3 separate regions of the Mus musculus genome follow, and all the other regions are linked to region 2. A link is a contact called in public Hi-C and HiChIP or PLAC-seq data. All regions are on one chromosome and are shown on one strand. The core of a region is the stretch at or near the end of the contact, and the rest is flanking DNA. Distances in the headings are between cores, read along the strand shown. Region 1 has its middle 98 kb from the start of Tm4sf1. Region 2 has its middle 23 kb from the start of Tm4sf4. Region 3 has its middle 79 kb from the start of Tm4sf1.

Region 1 (3,207 bases), core at 693-3,192, 240 kb before region 2:
ACTGGCCCCGAACTCAGAAATCTGCCTGCCACTGCCTCCCAAGTGCTGGAATTAAAGGCATGCGCCACTACGCCTGGCTATTTGCTTCTTTTTGTTCTAGAGCTTTCAAGTGTGCAATCAAAATGCTAGTGTAAAAATTCTTTAATTTCTTTCTCTACTTTTTCCTTGATCAAGTTATCATTGAGTATACTGTTGTTCAGCTTCCATGTGTATGTGGGTTTTCTATTGTTATTGTTGCTACAGAAGTCTTAGTCCATGGTGATCTGATAGGCTTCTTGTATATTTATGGGCATGTCTTTCTTTAGGTTAGGGAAATTTTCTTCTATAATTTTGTTGAAGATATTTCCTGGCCTTTTGAGTTGAGAATCTTCTTTCTCTTCTATACCTATCATCCTTAGGTTTGGTCTTCTCATTGTGTTCTGGGTTACCTGGATGTTTTTGGTTAGAAGCTTTTTGCATTTTGCATTTTCTTTGACGGTTGTGTCAATGTTTTCTATGGTATCTTCTGCACCTGAGATTCTCTCTTCTATCTCTTTTATTCTGTTCGTGATGCTTGCATCTATGACTCCTGATCTCTTTCTTAGGTTTTCTATCTCCAGAGTTGTCTCCCTTTGTGGATTCTTTGTTGTTTCTACTTCCATTTTTAGATCCTGGATGATTTTATTCAATTTCTTCACCAATTTGGTTGTGTTTTCCTGTAATTCTTTAAGGGATTTTTGTGTTTCCTGTTTAAGGGCTTCTACCTGTTTACCTGTGTTCTCCTGTATTTCTTTAAGGGGGTTATTTATGTCCTTCTTAAAGTCCTCTATCAGCATCATGAAATTTGATTTTAAATCCAAATTTTGCTTTTCCAGTGTGTATGGGCATCCAGGACTTGCTGTGGTGGGAGAACTGGGTTCTGACGATGCCTAGTAGCTTTGGTTTCTGTTGGTAACATTCTTGTGCTTGCCTTTCTGGTTTATTGTGCTTTCCCATCTGATTATCTCTGGTGTTAGTTGGTCTTGCTGTTTCTGGCTAGAGCTTGTCCCTCCTGTGGGCCTGTAAGTCTGCATCAGCACTCCTGGGAGACCAGCTCTTTTGGTGGGACCTGTGTACCAAGGATTGTGGAACAGCTTTAGCTCCTGTTTGTAGACTGCAACCGGAAAAATCCTGTCCCAGCTGTTACACTGTTCCTGTGCCCTGTGTGCTCCTGGCCAGTCCTGCTTTGGACGGTTATTGGAGAGAAAATGGAGATCTCACCTCTGAGCCCAGGAGTGAGAGCTCTCCTGGGAGACCAGCTCTCTCCTGGAAGGCCCCGTGTACAGAGGACTGCGGAACAGCCTTAACTCTAGGTGCAGATGGCAACCAGAAGGATCCTGTCCCAGCTTCTCCCATGTTAGGGATGCAAAGTGAATAAATTATTGAAGAATAATAAATAAAATAAAATAAAATAAATAAAATTTTATTTTTTCTGGATTCAAGTGCTAAAGTCTTTAAGATAGGCCCACCAGAAGGGGATGAAATATCTACAAATATTTAGTTGTTATGTACTTTAATTTCAAATGTCTTAGAACCATTACAGTATGAAAAGTCAGAAATATAGAGATTCAATGTACAGCAGATTAATCTGTCAACAAATGAGAAGGTACCTCAGAAGAAACTGGAAGTGATACAAGTAAGGAGAGGAATTTCCTTCCCCTCCTGCAGATGAGATTGACCTAGAAAAAGACCTTGAATTTACTGCACAACTTCAGATATTAAATAGACAAGTAGAAAAGCTCTTGAGACAAAGGAGTTTATTCCCAAAACAAGAGAAAGGATATGGAGGAGGAAAAAGTTACTTCCTGAAACAAGAGGGAAGGTATAAAAGACAAAAACAAAAACAGTGTTTGGACAAGAGTTACACCAAGCTGAGCCCTTTCATTAAAAAAGAGATGTGTTTAATCATAGATCTTTGCTGCCACCTTGTGCCAGCATGGAGGAATTATTGCCTGGGTCTTAAAATAACACCTTAAGTGTTTTCAGTAACAAAGCATTAGATTCACGCAGATAGCATCCTCAAGGTTATGTTCAGATTGATTGGAAACCTATAGATGGGACAGATTTAAGGTGATTAAAAGATGCATTGTGAGACAGATAATAAACAATCGGGCTATGCAGAATAGAATTATACCACAGAGTGGAAGGATTTAATGACAGCTATATTAGAAGTTGGTCCTCAATTACAATGGCTTACATGGTGGAGAGAGGAATCAATGGCCACAGAACAATGTAATCAGGCTAAAGGAATATTTATAATAGGATCGTTTTTTAAGTGAAGGTCAATTTGCTGACTGACATATAGGTACAACTTGAGGATACCACTATAGCACAAGGGATTTTTTTTGTGCCTTTAAGGGCATAGGATAGAGTTGAGGACCAGGAAAAATGACTACATCTTTTGGTAAAATTATCACAAGTCCGGGAGGTGCTTACACTGACTTACTGCAAAGCTTAACTTCAGCAGTGCGAAGAACAATAGCAGATCCAGATATAAGAAAGGTGCTACTTGAATCTTTGGCTTTTGAACATGCAAATAACTATCATTAAAAATTCAACTTGCCAATCTAGATTAACGGAATAAAGCTGATGCTGATATTGTATATCAGCTGCATATAATACAACTTTAACTTGACAAGCCTTAGGTAACGGTCTTAACTCTCAGAAAACATGATGCCTTAACTTTGGAAGTTTGAACATTTTGAAAAAAGAATGTAAAAATTTGCATACTAAAGGAAATGACTCATTTCAAAATAATCAAAATATAACAGCAAGAATTTGGAATAAATGTGGAAAAGCCAGACATTGGGCTAATGACTGCCAATCAGTAGGAGATGTCTAAGGCAAATTTTTACCAGAGGATACCACAACTCAGAGAGCCCAACTCAGCACCCAAGAGCAAACAACATGAGCCAACAACATCCTGTCAGTAACAAAATAGCTCACAAAGAAGGCTAGAGAACATAAAGTCAGTATTAGAGATTTAGTGCATGGTATTACTGCTACAGATAGTGCTGCTTTTGACTCAGCAGTGGGTAAACATCTTACACTGTCTCCACAAATTAATTGTTATAAAATAGCTAGTGGTGTGTATGGTCTTTGTACAGAACCAGTAGGGATATTTTGGGAAGTAGTTTCACAGCTCTCAGGTTTATTGTACAGGCAGAACTAATAGATGAAGATTATCAA
Region 2 (3,259 bases), core at 108-2,607:
AAATGAGAAGCCTTTATCACAGGACTTGAAGGTCAGAGGCATTAAGGGGAATCCTGGGAAAGTGGAGAGTTGAAGAGCCAGTGTGTATATTATAGAGGTGAGGTCATGGATCAGCAATAGTCCATACGAGCTAACAGGTAGCTGCTGCTTCCCCCTGCCCACCAGGAGCTCAAGAGTCCTATCTGGTTAGTGTGCTGCCAGGCAACCCTTGAAGCTGGGATGAGGAGCTGTCACTCAGCTGAGCCCAGGTTACACATTACAAAGTCTCCAGGCCAACCTTGGAGGAGGGAAGTGGGTTTTAGTTTTCTTGTATTGTTTCTTTTTAAGAATTACTTTTAGTGATTGTGCATGTAGGGAGGTTTGCGTGTAGAGGTCAGAGGACAACTCTGAGAAGTCAGCTCTTTTCATCTGTCATGTGGATGGAACCCAGGATATCAAGCTTGGTAGCATGCACCTTAACCTACCGAGCCATCTCACCAGCCCCTTGTGTTGTTACTTAAGCCTGGCCAGGGTTTCTCAACCTTGATATCTGCAGCCAGTTCCACCGCACGCTCCCAGGACTCCCTGTATATACCATATCATAACACCTACAATTCTTTCCTTTCCTGCCCACTTACAGTCTCACCACTTGTGGCCCAAGTGGCTTCTCTCTTTCGGTTGATCGGGTATGGCCGCTGCCTGCAGTCTTCTTCAGGGGACATTCCACATTCCTGGATTGTCCCCACAGTATCTTAGGCTATACTCCCATAGTTTGTTCAGCACCTGCAGGGACCTCAGTCCTACCACACATGGCCTGGCCTCTCACCGTTTCCTTTGAAATCTGGGTAAACACTTGGGTGACCCCAGACCTCGTATAGTCTCCTTCCTCCCCTACAGAGTGGGGGCTCCTCTGCATGTGCTTCTTTTGAGCATTGGGCCAGGCATGCAGTAAGTGATCATTAAAAAGAGATATTAACCCTGTTATGTTAATGGAACTAAGTTATCCTGCTCAGGAGAAACAGAAAGCCCTTAACACATGGACCCTTGAGGAACATTTAAGATCATATGTAGTAAAATATGACATTTTCAAACATCAAATGTTAGTAATGGGGGACTGGAGAGATAACTCCGTCAATAAGAAGCCTGACTTCTCTTCCAGACAACCAGTTCCAGGGGGTCTAGTGCCTTCTCCTGGCCTCCAAGAGCACCAAGCATGCACATAGTGCACAGGCATACATGTAGGCAAAAGAGTCATATACACAAAAGTCAATCTTTAAAGATGTTACATTGTGAGATGGCAGAAAAACAGAGAGGGGGAGATAAAGATAGAACTTCAGAGGACATCGTTGAAGCAAAAATAAAACCTCTACAGAGACTCATGCTGCCTCCTACTGACTGCTGGAGTAAAACAAAATCATGACACCAGAATGGTCACTTAGATAGTGTTAATTAGCATCTGTTCTTCCCACTGTCCTCCAGATGCCATGTGGAAAGTTGCCATGTAAACTTCAATTTGGTGTCTGTGTTTTTAATTTTTATGTTTATGTGTGTTCAGTAATGCAGAACAGCCATACTTGTATGTGTCATAAACTAAACAGTAAGCAAGCAAACATACCCACTTTCTGTAAATGTAGTGGTTCTCAAATGTGAGGGCATTCTGGCTGACTGAGTAACAGAGAAACCCCATCCCTCGGCCTCCTGCAGAGCCAAGAAGTCTAATTTTATGCTAAAGACTTAAGATGTCTATAGCAGGAGAGCCATCAACACCGCTGTGAACCTGCTCTTATAGAAACTTTATTCCTTCCGGTTTCCTTTGTCTTTAATAACCTCACTAGCACTAAAATCCACAAATCTCTCCATCAAAGAATGTACAGTTAAATGCAAAGAAGGACGCCAAAATGTCTGTCCCACATGTCTTTTCCTTTTCTGTGGTGTTCTGTGCTCTGAGCCAGAGTTGCCTTCATACATAGACAAGACTATTTGCTGCCCTCTAGTGGCCACTCTGCTCAGCCACTAAATGGCTGCAATTTCGTCCAAGGTACCTTCCTGTAGAATTCAACTTTTCTCCAGTAGCTTCCCATGAAAAAACGCATCTCCAAAAAACCACAAAGTATGAGGAATGGCAGTGATTAAAAAAAAAAAAAAAAAAAAAAAAAAAACCAAACCAACCAGAAATGAAAGGGTTGAGGGTTCACCTGCAGACAAAAATCTCTGACTCATAATAAAGCACTGCAGTTGGGAACCAAGTTAAGTCTCTTTCCTTAGATAATGTTAAGTGCCGTGAGAAGCCTGGAGAGGGGGGAAATACTCTAAAGGAAAGGAAGGTGTGTGTTGACCACGTCACTGGTGTCTTACACAAGTCAATGCTCTTTATCTTCGCCATGTTCTCATTGTCCACCCTTGCTTATGCTAATTTTATAAAGAAACTAAACTTTAACAAACTCGGTTAAGACGTAGTAAGAACTGCACGACACTGAATGCGTGAACTGGCTGGAGGAATGAAGCCCAGGGGAGGTATGTCAAGGAGACTGCCCACATGTGCCCTTTGCATTAGGATTTTATTGCTGTAAACAGACACCATACCCACTGGCAACTCATATAAAGGAAAAACCGGCTTACAGTTCAGAGGTTTAGTCCATTGTCATCATGGTGGGAAGCATGGTGGCAGTAGGCAGATAGGCTGCGGGAGAGGTAGCAGAGAGTCCTACATCTGGATCTTCAGGCAGCAGGAAGAGTGAGCCACTAGGCTTGTCTTGAACTTCTGAAACCTCAAAGCCCACCCTCCCAGTGACACACTTCCTCCACTAAGGCCACACCTACTCCAATAAGTCCACTCTCTACGAGTCTATGGGTGCCATTTTTATTCAGACTGCCACACCTTCCATTGACACATACACACCATCTCTACAGAACTCCATATGCTGCATCAAGTGTTCTGGATTTTTTTTTCATTAATATTGCACTCTCATTTTGCTTCTCTGAAGCTCTTATTTGACTCTGGGGTGATCCTACAGATGACTCCCACCCCCACCCCCACCCAGGGTATCAGGGGTTAATTACTATTAATTTTTGCAAACCCCACAAATTAACTCACATCATCTTACCCAGATGTTTGATGGAGCCTTTCATCCTAATGATGGGAAGAAAGATCGGGTCTCCTGTCTGTGTAGTAATAAAATGCTCTGTGATTTGGTTTGTAATTTATGCAGAACAAAGCTGTGGTCAAAATGTCAAATTCTCCAGCTGGAGAGATGGCTCAGTGGATGTGGAGGCTTGGATG
Region 3 (2,808 bases), core at 219-2,718, 230 kb before region 2:
AACAAGAACAAAAATAACAGAAATCTCACAAACACATGGAAACTGAATAACTTTCTACTAAACCAAAATGGGGTCAAGATAGAAATGAAGAAGTCAGACTTTATAGAATTCAATAAAAATGAAATGATATACAATATACCCAAACTTGTGGGACACAATAGGCTGTTCTAAAGGGCAAGTTTATAGTATTAAAGGCATATATATACATATATATACACATACACACATATATACATATATACATATATATGTGTGAATATATATGTGTATGTGTATATACACATATCCATGGCACATATATATATATATATATATATATATATATGGAAAATAACAACAGTAGTGGCTGCTGGCACTTGCCATGGATCTCCGAGGAGTCTGAGAGACCCATGAAGGCTCTGAAGGGTACGCGGTGGTGGTAGAAAAGGAGTCTGCAGAGCCCACAAGATCTCAGGAACAACTAAGGAGGAAAAAGTCAAGTCTATGGGAAGATGCTTTTAAAAGGTGTATTCATGAAATTGGAATGAAAAGCTGCAAGGAGAAAGGTCGTGCCTGATGAGCTGTGGGGTGGCTGGCACTGATGACAGGTAGATATGCATCTGCCTGAAGCTCCCACAGAAATAGGTCATTACTGAATACGGCTGGCCCTAGGCCTGCTGTCTATCTCCCAGCATGGAGCTGTCATGACTGAGCGTGTGCTGCTTGCCCTGGTGGGAGATGGATAGCTCAGGGCAAGCACCACTGATAGCCTACAAGCACAACAGTCAAGTCCAGAGGTGTGCAGTGGCTGAAGCTCCTGAGAAAACATATCCTTAGTGAGTGGGTGCTAGTAAGATCCCAGCTGGTCCGGATCAGGGAGTAGCTGTGGCTCCAGCCCAGGCTGTTTGCTCTAAGATGGGCAGACAGGAGACAAAACATTCAGGGCAACAGCTGTACCCACAGGCTACAAGCACAAAGGTGGAATCCGATGAACCCTGGGACTGCAGATATCAAAGGCAGGGAGGTGTGCAGCATCTAGGAGCTCCCATATGTCAACTGCGGATGTCCTGCTTAGCCATAACATCACCCTGACTCTGGGCAAAGGCAGGATAGCCTAGATGAGTCTTGGCAATGGTTCAGTGTTCATGGTGCTTCAGAAACCAGAAACCTTGAATAAGACCAAGAACTCATTGCAATAAATATTTGCATGTAAAGCTGTTGGGGGGGAAAAAAAAAGAATGCTCTGTGACACACTACAGTTTCCAGTTCCCCTATGACAAACAAATATGCAATAGAGAGGTGGGAAAGATGGAGGGATGAAACTGTGAGGGCTCTGTGAAGAGAGGCAGAACTAGAAATGCTACGGCTGTGACAGATGTGAGAGAAGGCTTTGATGGATGGTAGCCTTGGCCTGTGGTACTACAACTATGAGAGACTAACAAGGGTGGATGAGAAACATGGCCTTGCTGAGTGCACCAATAGAGTGGTGTATAGCAGTCTAGAGGTTGTAGCCGACTCAGCCCCTGAGCATGCTTGCCAGCAGCCCGATTGCCCAATCCTGAGCAATGACAGGAAGATCAAAATGAGGAACAGATGCATATTCTTTCCCAATTTTTCTTTTAGCTAACTGGGCTTCCAAGTCTCAAACTGTTTAAACCAAAAAGGCCTTTAATAATGCTCCTTAGAGGAATATTATTGACCTCTTGAACATATATCACCTTTGGACAAATTTTAAAAATTAAGAATAAATAAGTAAAATGCAAGAATATCCCTTGTTCCTCCCCCTTTTTATTTTTTAATAATTATTTCAATGTTCTATGTGCTCTTCCAATTATGCCTTGACCTTGAGGATTATAGGAATATCTGTAATATGATTAATATTTTATCCTTTACAGAAGTTCTTAAATGTTTTGCTATTATAAACTGGTCCATTGTTCATTTTTTTATAGAAGTGCACACTCCCATAACAGCCAAAGTTTACATAAGAAAATAGCCTACTGCAGAAGTATTTTCTAAAGATTAAGGTAGAACCCAAAAAAGTTTAGAAAATATATGTGGTAGTTTGAATAAAAATGGTCCCCATAACCCCACAAAAAGTGGCACTATTAAAGGTATGGCCTTGTTGGAGTAGGTGTGGCTTTGTTAGAGAAAGACTGTCACTGGAAGCACACTTAGAGGTCCCGGAGTCTCAAGGCAGGCCTAATGCTTCACTCTTTCTGCTGCCTAATGATCTTGATGGAAAACTCTCAGGTAACTCTCCAGCACCATGTCTGCTTGCATGTCACCATGATTCCCACCACAATGGACTAACCTCTGTAAGCTAGCCCCAATTAAATGTTTCCTTATAAGAGTCTTTGTGGTCATGGTGTCTCTTCACAGCAATGGAAACTCTAAGACAATGCAACAATGCAAACATGTAGGTACAGAATCCAAGCAACAAGAGCAAAGTGAGTGATATTAATTTGCTATAATTTTATTAGTTTTTTCACCTCTGGAGTTAACTCTACTACATGATTGACAATGTTAAGTGGGTCCACATAGGGTACTCTTATACACTGTACCTCACTTACCTAAGTGGATGTGGTATTGTACATGAAGTCTATTAGCATTAGTATGTAGTAGGTATTGATGTCTGGTAGAAGTAAAAAGAGAGCAAGTTAAAGCATCAGCGTCCTTATTTCCTTCTGCAATCAAATCAGGGAGGTTAGAGTATGCACAAGGATGAGCAATAAACAAAGGATGTGTACAGGCTTTAACCAGTTGCCATAGTTCCTGTAGTCATGGAAACAAAGTAGTATGTGAAGACAAAATTAAAGCAGGTCCTATGCT

The links. Hi-C and Micro-C count contacts between places; a contact is called where the count stands out from the background. HiChIP or PLAC-seq counts read pairs in DNA pulled down with a chosen protein or histone mark.
Region 1: a Hi-C map of pancreatic cancer cells shows a contact between it and region 2, with 4 times the contacts expected there. The contact joins two enhancer-like sites. A contact is called at or near these places in 15 of 484 Hi-C or Micro-C datasets (the AML12 cell line, the HL-1 cell line, adipose-derived mesenchymal stem cells and 7 more).
Region 3: an H3K27ac HiChIP or PLAC-seq map of the NIH/3T3 cell line shows a contact between it and region 2, with 6 times the contacts expected there. The contact joins two enhancer-like sites. A contact is called at or near these places in 1 of 15 datasets of contacts at CTCF or cohesin (the NIH/3T3 cell line), 6 of 484 Hi-C or Micro-C datasets (the AML12 cell line, embryonic fibroblasts, embryonic stem cells and 2 more) and 1 of 115 datasets of contacts at active chromatin or transcription factors (the NIH/3T3 cell line).

What each region holds. Positions count from the first base shown.
Region 1 is chr3:57,202,344-57,205,550 of GRCm38.p6, forward strand. No RefSeq gene overlaps it. Among named protein-coding and RNA genes, the nearest start is that of Tm4sf1, 98 kb to the right of the region's middle. Within about 2 kb of position 1,943, at least 9 of the 459 cell types and tissues checked have an H3K27ac peak or open chromatin away from gene starts, as enhancers often do. A contact at or near this core is called in pancreatic cancer cells, where this site is marked.
Region 2 is chr3:57,446,719-57,449,977 of GRCm38.p6, forward strand. No RefSeq gene overlaps it. Among named protein-coding and RNA genes, the nearest start is that of Tm4sf4, 23 kb to the left of the region's middle. Within about 2 kb of position 1,358, at least 20 of the 459 cell types and tissues checked have an H3K27ac peak or open chromatin away from gene starts, as enhancers often do. A contact at or near this core is called in the NIH/3T3 cell line and pancreatic cancer cells, where this site is marked.
Region 3 is chr3:57,221,248-57,224,055 of GRCm38.p6, forward strand. No RefSeq gene overlaps it. Among named protein-coding and RNA genes, the nearest start is that of Tm4sf1, 79 kb to the right of the region's middle. Within about 2 kb of position 1,469, at least 20 of the 459 cell types and tissues checked have an H3K27ac peak or open chromatin away from gene starts, as enhancers often do. A contact at or near this core is called in the NIH/3T3 cell line, where this site is marked.